2 separate regions of the Rattus norvegicus genome follow, and region 1 is linked to region 2. A link is a contact called in public Hi-C data. All regions are on one chromosome and are shown on one strand. The core of a region is the stretch at or near the end of the contact, and the rest is flanking DNA. Distances in the headings are between cores, read along the strand shown.

Evidence for each region. Hi-C and Micro-C count contacts between places; a contact is called where the count stands out from the background.
Region 1: a contact with region 2 is called in a Hi-C map of liver, with 4 times the contacts expected there. The contact joins the enhancer-like site here to the promoter of Cog1 in region 2. A contact is called at or near these places in 11 of 12 Hi-C or Micro-C datasets (the A7r5 cell line, the Rat2 cell line, Schwann cells and 6 more) and 1 of 1 datasets of contacts at active chromatin or transcription factors (oligodendrocytes).

Annotation. Positions count from the first base shown.
Region 1 is chr10:99,347,785-99,350,484 of GRCr8, reverse strand. It overlaps Sdk2 (sidekick cell adhesion molecule 2), which reads left to right. Exons shown (of 44, transcript NM_001413325.1): 38 at 26-187. It overlaps LOC102547853 (a long non-coding RNA gene), which reads right to left. Exons shown (of 4, transcript XR_005490530.2): 1 at 299-2,700. Among named protein-coding and RNA genes, the nearest start is that of Cdc42ep4, 53 kb to the right of the region's middle. Within about 2 kb of position 1,389, at least 21 of the 93 cell types and tissues checked have an H3K27ac peak or open chromatin away from gene starts, as enhancers often do. A contact at or near this core is called in liver, where this site is marked.
Region 2 is chr10:99,193,558-99,196,257 of GRCr8, reverse strand. It overlaps Cog1 (component of oligomeric golgi complex 1), which reads right to left and starts at 1,416. Exons shown (of 14, transcript NM_001107062.2): 1 at 1,102-1,416. The coding sequence starts at 1,416. It also overlaps a transcript of Slc39a11 not described here.

The sequences.
Region 1 (2,700 bases), core at 140-2,639, 150 kb before region 2:
CCCTACTCACGCTCCTTCCCCACAGGGGTCAGCAAGATTGTGACAGTGGACGTGAAGGGGAACAGTCCACTGTGGCTAAAAGTGAAGGATCTGGCCGAGGGCATGACCTATCGTTTCCGAATCAAAGCCAAGACCTTCACCTACGGGCCTGAGATTGAAGCTAACATCACTACGGGCCCTGGAGAAGGTAGGAGAGAGGGGACGTCACACTGTCCTTCGCACCACATCCCCGGGGTCCAAGTGAGAGAGACCCAGGAGGTCTAGAGCTAGCTCTGAGGACAGTTGGAAGCTTACTTACCCCTCCATCTCCTGCCCCAAGGCTCCTCTCTCTCCTCCTCCATGCTCCATTCTCCTTCTTCTTGACTCCTCCTCCCTCCACTGTCCCTCCTCCAGGCTCCGCTCTTGTCCTCATCCTGGGCTTGGTTATTAACATCCAAGTCCCTGGGCTATTCCAGCCTGAGCCTGGACTGACCCAGACCCTCTCACCCCACAGGCCCATACACACTTCCCAGGCTGTCACAGGGTCTGTCTCAATACAGAGCCCAGGTTGACCTGCTATGTACGGTCCTCAGGGTCAGCCACTCAAGTGCTGGTTTTACAAGGGAAAGCCACTACAGCCATGGAGGTTTCCATAGCTCCTTCTTTCCTTCTTCTCTCACCCTCAGCCTTGGTCACCTCAGCCTGTCACCTCCGTCCAGGAAGGAAGCAGCCTGGCACATGTCCAAACCTCCATCCTGGCCAGAACCACTTCCCTGTACCTACCCCTTCCCCCACCCAGCTGCGGCTCTCAGAGCAGGGTGCAGAAGAATCACCCCCAGCTCTTGTCCAGTTGTACACTCCCTGGGTGGACACAGAGCTTCTGGTGTCCCTGAGATGCAGTCATCTCCCTCTCACAATGACACTACCACCTCCAGTTAACTCTCTGATGCACGGGCAGCCTTCTGGAAGCCAGGCTTCCCCAGCACCCAACACCTCCTTTCCCATTTTCAAGACAGGGTTTCCCTGTGTCGCCCAGCTGCCCTAGAACTTACTCTGTAGACCAAGCTGACCTTGAACCCTCAGAGATCCACCTGCCTGTGCCTCTTTGCCTCCCAGAGATGTGTGTCACTAGCTTTCCCAGCTGCTTTTACATCTAGAAGGCCAGTCAGTATTCCACCCTTGGGGTCCCACCCTAATCCTCTCTGTCACTGCCCCTGGTCTCTGTCACTTCCCACTCTCCACCCAGCACCCTGGTGGGTTGATCAGGGTTTAGTCTCCACTGGCCCTGACATGGGATCAGGTTTTCCCATGCTGAACGTAAAAACCAATTCCTAAGCAACCCTGCTGCCCGTACCCTCTCTTGAGGAAGAATCCAGCCAGGCCCAGCCCAACTTCCTCCCGAAGGTCACCTCCTTCCCCTCTGTGTCCCAGGGCCATCAGCAGACAGTGAACTTTCTCCAGAGTATGGGCTTAGAAGAAGGAAAGAGCTGGAGAGCCCAGGTCCTCTTGCCTTCAACCTGCTTGTGGGATTGTCACCCCTGTGTCTCGTTCAGTAAGGACGTGATGTGCAGGGCCATGAAAGGCTGCTGTCCCAGCTCTGCTTTTCTTCTGAGACTTCCTGGGATTTAAAAACTAGGAGACGGCGAATGGCAGGCCACCCAAGCACAGCCAGTTCCAACTTAGGGTTTAAAGAGTCCCAGCTTGGAGTTTGTGGCATGAGATAGGGAAGATGTTGGTCAAGAAATGGAGGAGGGGTGGAGGGTACCAAGAAAGAAAACCAATCTAACCAGGAGGGATCTATAAGGGACAGCACCAGCCCAGCTGTCCTCGGCTCACCAGAAAAGCCAGTGGCAGCCTTTTTCTCTGCCCTGAGCAGTGCTCTATACAGAGTGAAAAGCAGGGAGTCCACGCTGCACCGCACTGTCAGCTCCTGTCTCCCCTTCATGGGCTGCAGGCAGGATCCTCCTTAGAGAAGGGAAAGACAGGGAAACTGAGTCTCTCCAAAACTGACATCAGGAATGGATATTGGGGCCTGGCAATGAGGTATCCAGCTGTGCGGAAAGTCTCCAGCCTCCTGCCTGAGTTGAACAGCTCCCCGGGTCCCAGAGGGCTTTGGTGAGATGTCCGGAGTTGTGTTCTCTTCCTATCTGGCAGCCGGAGGCCATCAATCAGCCTGCACACATGCAGGCCCTGCTGCCTCAACCCCTGGTACCACGAGCAGACAGGAAGCATCTACCGTGTGCTAGGCTCCGGGGATGGTTAATATCGTGTCTACTGGGAGACAACCTTGGTTGGGACCACACATGGCAGGAGTCTCCAGGAGGTGTTTGGGATGCTGCACAGACAGATACCTGGCCCAGTCCTCTGCCAACACAAGCTTCCTCCCGTCTGCTATTCTACCCTCCCTCTCCGATATCTCAGTCTGCAAGACACACCTTCTGCCAAGTTCTCCTTCCTAGGGACGGAGCCTGCTCTCTCCACACCTAGCCTAACATGCACGTGGGGGTAGCAGATTTCAAGTAAGAGACAAGACGGAGACGATGGGCATTATCTTTCCCTTGCCAGGCAAGGAAATGTTAAAGGGGCCTTCGCTCCCTCAGACAGACCTCATTCCTATCAGTCTGAACACCTCTGCTGCCCACCGTGGTATCTCCTTTCAAGACTTCCTTCCACAAGGCCCTTACAGATTGGTAAACTGAGGCACCCCTGAAGGGTTCCGCA
Region 2 (2,700 bases), core at 167-2,666:
TCAGACACACCAGAGGAGGGCATCAGATCTCATTACAGATGGTTGTGAGCTACCGTGTGGTTGCTGGGGTTTGAACTCAGGACCTCTGGAAGAGCAGTCAGTGCCCTTAACCACTGAGCCACCTGTCCAGCCCTTCTGCTGCCATTCTAAATTATTCATATTAAAATTCAACTTCCCATGGATTTATTTAATTAGAATGCAAACGTCAAGAAAAGATTGGGAGGCTCCTGTTTGATTTGAGCGGAGAGGGTGTTCCCCCAGAAATGCATCAGCCATAACTATGAAAATCAATACATTTCTAAAACCAGGCCTACACAGCTGAAAGTTAGCCAGCTAAGTCTGTCCGTTTGAGAAGGGAACTGTATTTAATGTATAGATTAGGCCGATATAGTTCCAACCTTCTTCGGCCACTTTCATTATACTGCCCTAGTCCTTTTGCTTGGGTTTTTTGACACTCAGGGAGCACGAGAAAGCTAGTGCCACATGAGGGTTAGTTAGTGTGCTTTTGCAATTTCTTCTGCTGTTACAGTAAGTTCTTCTAGGTTAAAACTATTCACCCTCCTGTGTCCTCTGCTCATCCCTAGGACAACACCCTACGTTAGGATGAGCTTCCCACCTCATCATTCTGCATCTGGTCTTTAATCTTTCAGGGAAGGGCGTCAGGATGGCCTGAATATTCTAAACCAGCCTTCCTTGCCTAAAATGAAACTGTTCACCTATTAAAAGGGGGAGGGCCTGACGGCTGAGGCTACCCTCCCCCAATTCTCCAGGCTCGGGAGCAGGGTTGGGTAAAGAATGAATGACTTTGACAGGAAGGAGTGAGTGACTGTCGAGAGACCCCTGGCGTTTTCAGTTGAAAGGGAAGGAGAGCGCAGGGAACCCACAGGAGGCGAGGGAATCGTCCGGAAATCCGGGAAGGATCCTGGAGCAAAAGGCCGGCTGACTTTTCGGCAGCGGACCAGCGTCCCGAGGAAGGGCCGCAGACGCCTCCCAGAAGCACACAGCGGCGTGAGGGGCGGGCTCCTCCGGCGGAAGGTGAGGGGTGGGGTCCGCCGGGCAGCGGGGGCGGTGGGACGTGGCGGGTTCGGATCCCGGACTGACCTGCGGGGCCCGTGGGACCCGGGACGCCGCGGAGCCAGCCTGGCGGAGGCGGGCACAGTATTGATCGGTGGCCTGCACGGCGTCCACCAGCCCCTCCGCGCAGCGGCGCATCTGGCCAATGGTGTCCGCCGCCTCGATTAGGTCGCGGTACCGCTCGCCCACCATCTGCCGCAGCTCCTCCTTCTTGTGCTCGATCTCGGCTCGAACCTGGCGCTCCAGCCCGCGGATTTCCTCCGCTCCATGAGTCTCAAAGAGTGCGTTGGGATCGCGCAAATCCAGCCGCTTCAGCGCGGAGGAGGCGGTAGCCGCCGCCATGGTGCTAAACCAGGGATCCGCCGGCCGCTTCCGCCTGCCAACCCCGCCCCGCCCTCCCGCCATCATGGATGGGGGAGGAAGTACTTCCGCCAGGTCGGGAGCCTCGGTGGTCCCAGGGACTGATCCTCGGTGGCAGTGCTGCTCTTGAGAGCTTGGTTTTTTTGTTTTCTGGTTTTTGTTTTTGTTTTTTTTTTTTTTGTTTTTTTTTTTTGTACTATTACAACCTCCCTTCCTCTCTCTTCCCTTCCCTCTGCTCCTCCCTTCCCTCCTCTTCCCCAATCTCAGCCAGTGTAGGGTGTGTGTGCGCGCGCGCGCGCGCGCGCGTGTGACAGAAACAGACACGCGCGGAGGTCACAAGTTTCAGGAGGCTCACTCCTGCCACGTGGGTCTCAGTATAGAATTTTTAGATGGGATTTTGTCGCATTTGGTGGCAATTGCCTTTGCCTGCTGTGCCATCTCGCCTACCCTGAGCACTTGTTTCCTTGGAGAAGTGAAGTAGTTAAGGTTGCAGAGCCGCACTGGTACTTGACGGTCAAACAAATGACCCGGAGCCTCTTATGTCGCACCCAAACCCTTTTCTGGGGAGAGAAGAGCTTCGGGGGGGGGGGTGTTCATTATGGTAAAGATGCACCTATGGTCGTGTTGTTGTCGGTCTTGCGTGCCCTTCTGCCTTCGATAGGCCATCACATCAACCAGGCCTGGGTCTCAGGACTCTTTCCTGACCATCTGGACTCGCCAGCTGGAGATCTGAGTGACAGTTGTGGTTCCAAGGCTTAGCTGCCTGGGTCTTCTATTTTATTTAAATACTATTTAGTCATAAAATGAGTTTCCCTGTTACAGCCCTCCTGGATTGGAGTCTGATGGCGAGTCCATGACGCCTGAGGTTTGGACATCCTAAGACTGACCCAGTAAGAAAACCTGAGCATCCTGGCTTGCTGTTAACAAGTCCGTTCAGGACCCTTCATTTCTTGAAAAGTTTGCTGTTGAAGAATTCATACTTACGTTAACACAGACAAAACAGTATTGCGTGTACCATACACGGCCTCTGGATTTTCTCATCCATTCACCACTGTCACTACTTTGAGGCAAATGTCACAGCAATAGATTGATATCTAAATAAGGGTTTTACTTACGACATTCTAGAAACAAGAGTTCCTGCTCTTTGCGCAACAAAAGCCCAGGGAATTTTATTTACCTCGGGGAAAGGGGTTATCTCAGAACTCATAAGCCACTAGGCTCTAGATACTGCCTAAGTGTAAGAGTTTCCCCGTTCGGCGCGCCCCC